Regions from separate parts of the Anser cygnoides genome. Here region 2 is linked to region 1. Evidence: chromatin contacts called from public Hi-C data. All regions are on one chromosome and are shown on one strand. Each heading gives the region's core, a stretch centred on a gene start, on an enhancer-like site or on the middle of the called end of the contact. The rest is flanking DNA. Distances are from core to core; before and after follow the strand shown. Region 1 overlaps TCF3 (transcription factor 3). Region 2 overlaps SCAMP4 (secretory carrier membrane protein 4).

Region 1 (5,694 bases), core at 2,098-4,597:
ACACGTGCTCCGTCCGTCTGGGATCAAATCTCTCCAGCACTTTGCGCCGGAGCTTTGTGCCCCCTCCCCAGCGGGGGCTGTTGAAGCATTTTTCTCCCCACGGCTGCTCAGCCACGCTGCACGTGGAGGGGAGCCCTGGGCCAAAAGGCCGTGGTTTCCGACAAGGACAATGTTCCTCCTGAAATGTTTCTTCTAGCGGTTTCTGATCCTCCCTGAAGAAATAGAGGTTGAGTGGGAAACGGATACAAGCTCTTATTTTGGAGAAGGGTTTACGTGAGCGCATTTCATGCACCTTTTGCCCATCCGGTACCACCTGATGTGTCTGTCCATGCTAATCTGCCCCTTCCACCTCCTTATGCTTTAAAATTCATCAGTCCCACTTGACTGCCCCGTTGGCATCACCTTTCCCAGCTTGTGCCCCCTGGGGGGAACCTTTTGGGAAACCAGGGAGTGACACACTGAAGTGACATCTCCAAAGCTCACACTTCCCGCCCACTTCGCTACTGCTATCATATGCAAAGGGATTTTTTTTCCTGCTCTCCTTTCTCTCATCTTCCATTTATGATTTTGCCACTTGAAAAGTTTTCAGTTTGGCAAAGGGGAAGAGAAAACTCCACCTGTGGTCTTCCTCCAGCCTGTCATTCTCAGCACAAGAGCACGGAGGCTAAGCAAAACCGATTTATTTATTTTGGAACCTGCTCCAGGAGCCGGTGTTTTCTCCTTTAACCGCATTCAATTTTAGGCACAAAAGAGACTTTGAAACATCCGGAGGTCCCTGCCCCTCCTGTCTGCACTTTCCCGGCCCCCCCACCCCAGCTCCCGTCCTGGTGGCGGGGCTCTGGGTGCTGCGCCCGAGACCTCGCACGGGCAGCAGGAGGGCTGGGGGCAGCGCAGGGCGCTGGGTGCCACCGCTTCGGTGGCAGCTGCTGGAAGTCACCGCCGGGGCGGAGGCGGCTCCGGCTCCACGTGCTGGGGACCGGCTGGGTTCGCAGCCCCGTCGGGGAGTGCCGCGGTGCTTGCCAAGCACCGGGAGCCCTGGCTTTGAGAGGAAGCCAAACGCGTCTTCCCTGCACACATCAAAGGGGAAACCTCCGTGTTCCTCCCCGGGCAGCTCCTTCTCGGCTGGAAGCTCTCAAGGCTGCCTCTGCCCCCGGCATGGGATGGGCTGGGAGGGGTCCTCCCCCCGCGCACACCCCACGAAACCCTGCTGCATTACATCAAGGCTCCCCTGCCTTATTAAGGAACATCTCTCCTACTTTGCTTACATCCTCCTGGGGCAGAAAATGAGAAGAAACAACCGCCCGCGCAGAGGGAGCCACTCGGAAACGCTCTTCCACCTTTGGAAGGCGAAGGACAATCGAACGTCCCGCCCCAGCAGCGAGGAGTTTAACGGGGGGAGCGGGGCTAAGGATGAGCCCCATGCCCCAGACACGGGCCAGGAGGAGGAAGCGCGCTGACAGCCACTTCCCAGTGCTGCCCCGCTCTTCTCTTCCCCTTTCTGACCAGCTCTGGAGGAGGAACCTCAGAGCGTGGTGGGGATTTTCTGCTTCAAACACAATTCCCTCTGCTAACCCCACCCTTGCAACCACGAGCGCTTGCTGGAGGGCTCGAGCCACCACTGCATGGGCAAAGGTGGGGAGGACTAACCCCAAATCCTGGCCTAATGTCATTAGAGCTCTCTAAGACCTTCAAGATGGCTATTTTCTGCTCTTAATCTCTCTCCTTCCACCCCCAAGCTGGGAGAGGGAACCGGGTACATCGTGGCACGCACCCCAGTCCCGCAGGATCACGGTCCCTGGCACAGCGAGGCGTGCTGTCCCTTGTTTTGCCCGGCACAAGGAGCTGAGGAGCTGGATGAGGGATGGAGGAGCCCTGCAGAGGGCTCTGCCCGAGCAGGACACAAAAAGAGCCCCCCCCGAACCCCAGTGCCTCAAGGAAGGAGCACCCTGGCTCTCTGCCCATGGCAGCAAGGCTGGAAGGCAGAGCATCCCGCCACCACGAGCCTGTTGCAAGACCTTAAGCATGGGCTGCGTCTATTCCCCCCCCGCATGCCTTTCCACCCCTGATTACCAGCTCCTTGAGAGCAAACTCAGCCCTTCCCGTGCCAGCGCAGCAGGCATCAATCTCTGTTATCGCCCTCGGGTGCTACTGCAGAACAGGGAAAAATAATCACGCACATAAAATCCAGAGGCTGCCGCGCACATCAGGCACTGACGAGACCCTCTGGCCAGCAGCCCCTTTAACCACAGCTCCGATAGCCCCTTCTGGAGCGGGTGCGATGGGGGAAGCAGGAGCGCTGGGCAGCGCAAACGCTCCCGGTAAGCACGTACCGCTCCCTGTTAGATCGCCCCGGTTTAATCCCACCCCTACGGGGCAGCGGAAGGCACTTACCCACTAGTCCAGGTCCCAGGAATGGTGATGAAGATATGCTGTTGTGCGACGGCAGGTCCCTGTGCTCGCCGTAGTGGGGGCCTTCACCATAGCTCTGCTGAAGCAACACGGACATGATCAGCGGGTGCCCGGGGACGCTGAGCCAAACACGCAAGGCGTGCGTGGGTATCGACCTACACGCGTGCCCGACCTAACGCGGCGCGACGCTGCCTGGTGCTGCACGACCTGATGCCGGGGGGGGAGGAAGGAAAAAGACCCGAGCTGCTACTGTATGGGCAGTCCCTGGAGAGACCAAAAAACCCCAATCAGCCCCCAAGTCGCATCAGCGCACCGCACAAACTGGAGAGGCCGGGCTGTTGGGGCGCAGTGCCTCTCGCAGCGCGAAGGGTCAAAGTCAAAGGCAGCTCGCGAGCAGGGCACAGAAACGATCCCACCCTCGCGGCGGGGAGCGGGCAGCGCAGCTGCAGCGTTTGGAGGGGACGTGGCACCAAGGCAGGGACACAGGGAGGCTTTGCCCCATGCTGGTGGCTCCTGAACAGTTTCTGCCTTTGCTCAGCGGCTCAGCACCCGCCAGGTGAGAGGCAGAGAGCCCCAGAACCCCCCCAAGCCGGGGGGGCAGAGGGGGAGAGGAGGAGGTCTATAAAAATGAGAAATGATACAGCGCCTGCTCTGCCACTGACCTAAGGGAAGGGAACGGTGTCATTGCGAAAACGAATCACACAAACCCATTAAAACATGAGCATCTGTCAAAAAAACACCATTTCAATTAAGTTAATGTCTTTTCTCTCTTCCCCTCCTCAGGCCCCAGTTCTGTGCTGCTGCAGCCTCGGCTGCTTCCCGACAAAATCCTCCCAGTTCTCCCCATCCTCAGCCCCATTCGGGGCCCTCCCCAACCCCGCCGCGCTGAGCCCTCTTCTCCCCATGCCCAAACCCGAGCATGGGGAGAGGGAAGACCGCAGGCTCCAGGTCTGGGCGAGGTTTTTGCCCTCTCCAGGGGCACCTCAAAGCAGCAAAGCCTGCGGGGATGAGGTCGGGGCCCCTCTGCCCGCGGTGCCCCCTCTGGTAACAGAAACAACACTCAAAACGGGGCAAAAAAAGCTGTTCCAGGGCTAGAGCCAACCTGGGCACAATGTGCGCACTGAGAGGCCATCGCAAAGCCCCAGTTTATTTTCATTTGAGCTCGGTGTTTGTGCTTTATCCTTACCCTTCCTTGGTCAAATGTGGAGCTGTTTTGATCTCCCGTTCCCCAGGAACCTGATCCCGGTCTTTCATCCAAACCTACCGAAAAACAGGAAGAACAAAGGTTACTCTTGCTTTATCAGCAAAGCCTCAAAGGTGTTCTCGCAAAATTAACTCTTCCTTCTACAAACAAAACAATATTTTCATTAATAAACCACTTCCACTTGGCGTGACCGATCCTCCCCTCTCCATCCCCACCTTCCCACTTCAGCTGGGAGTTCAAAGCCGATCCCACCGCAGCCTGGAAAGGCTTCAAAACACGGGGCAGTGGGAAGAGGAGAAACGAGTATTTTACCTCCGCGTTACCCCGCGGTGCCGAGGAGCCTGCTCTCCCCGAAGCCTGATGTTTAACAGGGCTGCAAATTAAGAACCGATCGCGCCCATCCCGGTGCTCCACGGGACCCGATTTTTGCTTGTGAGCAGCGTGCAAGCAGACTTGCCCACTGCTGGATCATGGGCTAAAAAACTCTGTTCTCCATCAAAAGAGCACACAAGCCTGAAAGAGCCTCGGGTGTGACGTGCTGGGGCACACCGCTACCTGGGGCTCACGCTTGTTCAAGGCTACTTTTGATGTAAGCCCCGTGCTCCTGCAGAGGAAGGTGCGCGGACGCTGCGGCTCCGACCAGAGCCTGCTCCCACCCGGGTAATTTTTAGCCCTCCGAAGCGTGTCCCGCGCAAAGGTGACTCAGCCCAGGATGGCAGCGGCCCAACGGGAGGGGTTTTGCAACGTGCCTGCTCGCAGGCTGCGGTAGGAAACCGTCTCCTTTCATCGCCTGCCAGGTCCGCCCAGGCTGTGCCTCTTGGGCGACCAGCACACGAGGTGCCCGAGGGAGGTGGCCGGCGTCCACCGGGACAGAATCGCCCGGGGAGCCGCAGCAGCCGAGCTCCGCGGTTAAATCGGGCGCCGCGACTGCACGGAGGAAACTTCTCCTGGCAGGCGAGGCTGGAGCCCTGGCCCGGCCGAGCAGTGGGATGTCCAACCCGGCGTGCGGTGGATGGGAGCTAGCACCCAGGGCTCACGTCTGAGGCATCACGAAGCCAGAGCGGACAGGATCCTGCACCCACGGGTGCCACGGGAGACCGGCACGAGGCAGAGGCCGTGCCTCCTCCACCTGCTTTCACCCTGGTGGGCCAGAGCTGGGTCGGCTGCGGGGCTGCTGGGGAGAGCCCCCGAGCCCACAAGAGGGTTGGAGCCGCCTCTGCCTTGAAACTGTGCACGGACCCCGTCCCCATCCCCGAAGCCGGGGGCTCCGTGGGCTCCCCCTGCCCCGGCCAGCTCCGTCAGGGTGCCAGCAGCCCGGGTGCCGGCAGGATTTACGGGACATTGGGCTCCCAACAGAGCGGCCCCGACAGGAGGAACTGGGGGAGCAGCGAGGGCTGGGCAGTTTCAGGGCGCACTCTGCCTGCATTTTAGCAAAGCTGATTATTATGGCAAACACGCCACGTATTTGTCTCCTCCGCTCCCCTTACTGTTCATTTAACCAGAAACTTCTTTCAAATTACATCCTTCTATTTCTGTGCCTTTGTGTTAATCATTTCCCCAGAGAATTGGTGTTTAATTGCTGTCTAATTTGCATAATTATGCATATTAATCTCTACACCTAATGAATATTCATAATTCTCATTTAGATTTTGTTTTCTAATCAAAAATTTCCAATGTGATTACTGTGCAGAGCAGGGATAAGCCTCTAATAATACCTTGGATACTAGGGAGAATTACTGCCAATTCTCCCACCTCCTACTTCCTAGAATAAACTTTTGCTTTGCTAATGTGTTTTTCTAAAGCAATTCATCTGCATACCCCGCAAACACCAGTGGAGATCGGGAGGCAGAAAGGCTCCTTCTATTCACTTTGCTTTCCCGGGTACTTTTTGAGCATCCCGGCAGTCGGGGTGACGACGCAAGCAGCAACCGCAGCCTCAGCCACCCCTGGCAAAAACTCAGCCCCTCGTGCTGGAAGGACAAGGACGGTGGCATGCCCCGGTGGCTGCAGCCAGCGAGACCCCCCCGGCCCTTCTCCAGCCCCCCCGAACCAAGAGGAGCCGCCCCAGGGGGGGATGCTCA
Region 2 (5,395 bases), core at 1,558-4,057, 290 kb after region 1:
GCCGAGTCCTTCAGCCTCAGCCCCACTGAAGCAGCAGTTGACGGTTTTATGGGGTTTTCAGCCCGCTAACCTGGGCCAGCTGCCTTGCTGCATGGACTGTTGCTGTGGGATCCCCAACCTAAATCCCAGGTGTATGGCTAAGACAAGTTCAAGCCTTGCATTGATACTATCCATTTACACCTCTTCATTATGTTATTGTAGTTTTTGTGCCTTTTTTTCTCCCTTGGAAAAACAGTTTGCAGAGAGAGAGGAACAAATACAGTACCAAAATGACTATAAGTCCTCTCAGGAAGAGGTGTAGGTACCTACTGCTGATTTTTCCTCTTGTTTTACTCCGTTAGGTTCACAAGATCTACCGAGGGGCTGGTGGAAGCTTTCAGAAAGCTCAGGATGAGTGGAACAGCGGTGCATGGAGGAACCCCCCCAGCAGGGAGGCCCAGTACAGCAATTTTTCTGGGAACAGCCTGCCAGAGTATCCCACAGTGCCCAACTATCCCCCGGGAAACCAATGGCCTTAAGCAGCAACAGCTGCAAATTGCCTGGATTCTCTTCTTTTTTGGTCCTTTTATTATTGTTATTTGAAAAGATCATTTGCATTCCCCTACACGTACCCCAGTCTTCTGGGGACTTTCTTTTTTTTTGTCTCCTCGTCACTGCAGAAGATGTGTGCTGTCAGCCCACGGCACCTCGGGAGCTCTGCACGGCCTTATCAGAAAGATGGTTTTTTTGTTTGTTTGTGTTGTTACCAGTATTTGCCTTGTTGCAGACTGAGGAACCAACCGTTCACTGCCCTTGCTTGAGGACTGCTCTCATGACCATATGTGAAGAAGGCTGGCTTCCCCGTGACGGTGAACACTACCAGAATCGCTCCTTCTCCTGCCTCCCCGCTTAGTTTTCATCACATGCACAGCGCACCGCCAAATCGTCTGTAGTTGTAACAAACACAATCAGAGCATTAGTAGCAACCGGTGTTTGCTCTCCCGGATGAATGATCTGGAATTTTTCACTCTAAGGGAAACGCAACACCTGAATTACCTGGTACTAGTGATATTGAAGGTATTTGTAAAATCTACAGCTTCATTTGCTTGCGCTTTCGGGTGAAGAATCCTTTAGATAACAGCGCTTGCTGCGGGTGAGCGTTGTTCAGATACTAAGTCCACAAGAGTCCTCATTTGCCTGGCTAGGACTATTGTTATGATAGAAGTCTTGCTTTCCCTGCCTCCAAAAGTTTTTGCTAGATCCGTGTGCTGCGGAGATGCAGATTCATCTCATTTTGTTACTGATTGCTCACTAAAAGCCTGATTCAAAGCCCACTGGAAACTATTGAAAAGCTGACTGCTGTTGGGCTTTGGACCTGGCTGCCTGGGTGACGTTCACCCCTTTCCAGGCAGGCAGCGCGAGATCTCTGTGCCATCTAAATTCCAGGTACGTGGCGTCAGGATTTTTGTGCTGACCCAATACATGCCGTACTGGACACGCCTTGTCCTGTTGGGACACCTTTTTTTTTTCTGGGCTCCTGGCCAGTAGCTGGGTGCCAGCTAACTATTGATCTCAGTGCTGGGGCCCCAGTGTGGTTTGGGAGTAATTCCATTACAACTGATAAATTGAATTCTGCCTTCTACCGACGCAGTTAAAATCCAACCGTTCTGCAGTGAGCTGTCTCAGAAAGCTCGTTAGTCCTCGTAGCTGACGCTAGCTGTGCAGAGCTGGTACGTGTCTGCGTCGCCAGCAGTGATTTCCTTCCCTGTACGAGCAGGGGGAGAGAGGTTCTTGCCTTTCCCCAGGAATCAGCTGAAGAGAGGATAACGCTCTTGGGAGGGGTTGTTTCCCCTGAGAGCTAGCATTAGTCTCATCACTCATCTTCATCTCATGCATGTACATCAGGACTCCTGGAGCCTGAGCCATCCAATTCCCCTGTGTCCTAAAATGATCCAAGCAGCAAAGGCTGCAGTCTTTTCCTTTCCTTCAACAGCCTGCTAGGAACTTTCTCAAACCTGTTAAAACTGGGAGGTCAGTTCCCGATATTTTTACAGGGAGTTGAGTGTTCAATGTTTGCAGCTCTGGGAATTTCAACGGACAGTGAAGGGCAGAGTGCTCCAGTCTGGAGACTTGAGAGGTGTGGGGCACCCTGAGAGTCAGGCCCAGAGCCTGGCCAGTTGTAGGAGGTGACGCCAGAGGTGTTACACTGGAAGTGGAGTCACTCCACGTCCACACTAAATAACTGGAAAGCAAAATTGGCTCCTGGAAAGGGACAGGGAGGTTGTCCTTGCTAGGTGGAACTGATTTGCAAGTGGTCTTTTGAAAACTGTCTCTACATGTGCCTTATCTAATAAAATGTTAGTTCATGAAGGAGAACTTTTCCTTCCCCACCCCCCCGGCAAAACTTCCCATTCACTCTATTAACTTTTCCCGTGTCATACTGTAAATACTAAGTGAAGTACAGCTTGGAGTCTGCATGACACCTTTGTTACTAGGGCCAAAGCAAAAGCAAACATTAATGGGAGGTCAGAGCCTCCGCGAACTTCAGTTTACAAGCAACACTGACCCCCTGCTGCAGAGCCAGCCTTTTGCTGGCTCTGCCTCATGCTTCAAACACAAGGGTGATTTTTTTTTTTTCTTGCGAGTGTGCAATGTGCTTGTAAGTACAAATGCTTGATGCCTTCTTAATAGAATACGACCCGGTCGTGTTGTCAAGCTTTTAGGTGCCTTTGTCTTGTGTCAAGTGAAATTTTAAGTGTTCTTTGTCGCTTGCCATCAGAGAGTGATAAAAGAACTGCCTGTCGATGAACTCCCTGGAAATACGATTGCGCTACGGGGGAGCGAGGTGAGGTGAGCGGGGCCGCACTCGAGGGTGGCCGTGCTTGGGGGCCCAGACGCGGGGTGCCCGTGGAACGCTCTCCTCTGGCTCTGACCCCTGCCATCCTCGGCCTTTTGCCAAATTTTTTTTCAGCAGAAATTGCAGTCTTTCTTTTTTTTAGTGTTTCAGGTTGGAGATTTCAATTGAACCAAGAGGAGAAGCGTTGCCAGGGGACTCCTGAGTCCGGCTTCTCTTTTTCCCCTTGGATAACCCGGGGGTCTCTTTTAAAGCACCCATCCTCACATTTCCAACCTTCTTGATGCGGTGAGGGGTGTGTACTTAGGAGCCTGCAAACCAAAATGGTTGGAGGCAGACACCAATATCATGATCCATTAGCAAACACTGCCTGAGATTTCTAAGGAGCTTAAATGAAACCTCCCTGGACGGGAGCTGCCATCTCCAAACACATCGCCCCCCTCCATCCTCTTAGATGCCAGAAACCGTAATTCCAGAAAGTTGACTCAACACGTTGCCTGAACTGCTGTGGCTTTTTTTTTCCGACTCCTCTGTATGTTTTTTAATGTTTACATTAGATTTCTAAGACTCCTTAACACCATTAACCTGGACCTGGCTCCCGGTTTCGTTCGGCATCATGCGGCATGTACGTGTGCGATGTTTCGTGTCACTTGTGGGGCTCTGGTTTTTGTTTGTGTTTTTCTTCTGATCACAAGACAATAAATGCTCATCCTGTGCTTGATGAGAAGAACTGGCTGCATTAGAGAAGTGTGTCTGTTCCTAGGTAACCAGAGTTATCTGGCAGAGGGAAATGGCGAAATCTCTGTTTTCTTCCAGTCTCCCACCACTTTTTTTTTCCCTTAAAAGAACAGCACGTTTATGGATGAGGCTCACCCTCTTGCTGGGGACCACCACAAGAGTTGGCGTGCTGTAGTTTGTGTTCTTGCAGATGCCTGACAAGTGTTTTACACCGATGTTACCATTATTCTCATTTCTTAGCTATGGAGAAGTGCAGGTGATGGGGCGCGCCGGGGTTGAACCCTCCTTCCTGGCCTCTCCTTAGCAGCACACGTTCACATTGGCCCTTTGCAGTGCTGGCCTCTGCCTTGTCTGGTTTGCTGCCTGGAAAGATCCCGTCATTCCTGGGGCAAACAGGCTGTCTGACAGCAAAGGTGAGTTGCATCACTCTATTTAGTGTGCAGCTGGATTTACTGCCCCAAATGATGCTATCCTGGCTTCATACCCCAGCTCTGCTCCATAGCGGATTCGTAATCCTAGAAGAGCTGTTTTCATCTCAGCTGCTCGATCCCACATCTGCTAATCTCAATGTTTTCTTCATCTCCAAAGCCTTGTGCCCCCTCTGCAGCCATTAGCATCTCACCTTCGCTGGCAGGAGACTGCATAGTCCTCATGTTCACAAAAGTCTCACAGCAGCACCTTTTCCCTGAGCTGTTTTGCTCCAAGCATGCATGGGGCAGGTTGGCATCACCTCCTGCAAATACTGCCGGCTCTGCCCGCAGCCGGGCTGCGCTGGGCTCTCAGAAAGTCGATGGCAGCTTTGATGTATTGGCCTGAGCACGATTCAGTGAGGCAGCAGGGTCAGACGGAAAGCCCCAGGCACTGGTTTAGGTATTAAATAGCATTTAGGGGGCTGCTGGTTGTCTGCACCCTGAATGTCCGTCTCTCTGCTCCTGGCTGTGTTATGGAAGTGTGAAATCAGGGATTTCCAGCAGCTGCTTGCTGCTGCATCCATCACATGGTGAGTATGAGGATGAAACAGCTTTTACTCAGATTCTTGCTCCAAGCCCTCAAAATCTTTGCAGGAGGTGCAGGTTTGAGCTCCTGCTGCTGCCACGAGCGGGGCAGGTCCCTGGTGCTTGGGTTTTCCTCCGCCGCACACCTTGGACGAGAGCCGGAGCTCAGGGGCTTGGCAGGAGCAGGGGGCAAGGTTCAGTGGGGATGGGGCAGTGGCTGCGCCGCCAAGCTTGGCCCCACAAAAAGAGCTCCCCAAAAGTCCCACGGACCCCCACATTGGGGTGGGGGCTCTTCCCTTTGCGCTCCTGCTCCTCCGGCTGGAGCCCTGTGGCTGTGTGGGATGGGATGCTGTGAGTGGCCTCGCTCTTTCTTCTTTTCTTTTCTTTTTTTTTCTTGGCCGATTCTTAGTGGATTTCTATCACTTTGGTGCCATTTCCCGGGCCCTGAATGCAAATGCTTCAGCAGAAACACTACACTGCCTGCTCCGAGCAGCTTTTTCCTCTGTATGAGTTACAGCAGTCGTTTTTTTTGTGTTGCCTGCTTGCGAATTAGCCCTAATTAACTCGTGCCCTGGGGAGGAGGGCAGGGTTCAGAGCTGGATGCTTTCCCAACAGAAATTCCCTGGCTTTTCTCACTAACTCGCTGTGCTGAGCCGGTTCCATAGCATGAGTTGTAGAGGTCTCTGCAGCCCACACCTGGCACACCATGTATTCCCTGCCAAGTTACGGCATGCTGGAGATCCAACTTTAAATAAAATCAGAACTCTTTACTTTCTTGTCTCCTGACCCAGAGGATGGATAAATTATCAAGCCAAATGTCTGGACAACT

What was found. Hi-C and Micro-C count contacts between places; a contact is called where the count stands out from the background.
Region 2: a Hi-C map of liver shows a contact between it and region 1, with 2.4 times the contacts expected there. The contact joins two enhancer-like sites. A contact is called at or near these places in 2 of 7 Hi-C or Micro-C datasets (both in liver).

Annotation. Positions count from the first base shown.
Region 1 is chr27:4,965,869-4,971,562 of Taihu_goose_T2T_genome, forward strand. It overlaps TCF3 (transcription factor 3), which reads right to left. Exons shown (of 22, transcript XM_066984016.1): 4 at 3,596-3,669; 5 at 2,392-2,488. Among named protein-coding and RNA genes, the nearest start is that of UQCR11, 39 kb to the left of the region's middle. Within about 2 kb of position 3,348, at least 1 of the 3 cell types and tissues checked has open chromatin away from gene starts, as enhancers often do. A contact at or near this core is called in liver, where this site is marked.
Region 2 is chr27:5,253,949-5,259,343 of Taihu_goose_T2T_genome, forward strand. SCAMP4 (secretory carrier membrane protein 4) reads left to right here. Exons shown (of 8, transcript XM_066983724.1): 8 at 342-3,568. The coding sequence ends at 518. Among named protein-coding and RNA genes, the nearest start is that of CSNK1G2, 4.6 kb to the right of the region's middle. Within about 2 kb of position 2,808, at least 2 of the 3 cell types and tissues checked have open chromatin away from gene starts, as enhancers often do. A contact at or near this core is called in liver, where this site is marked.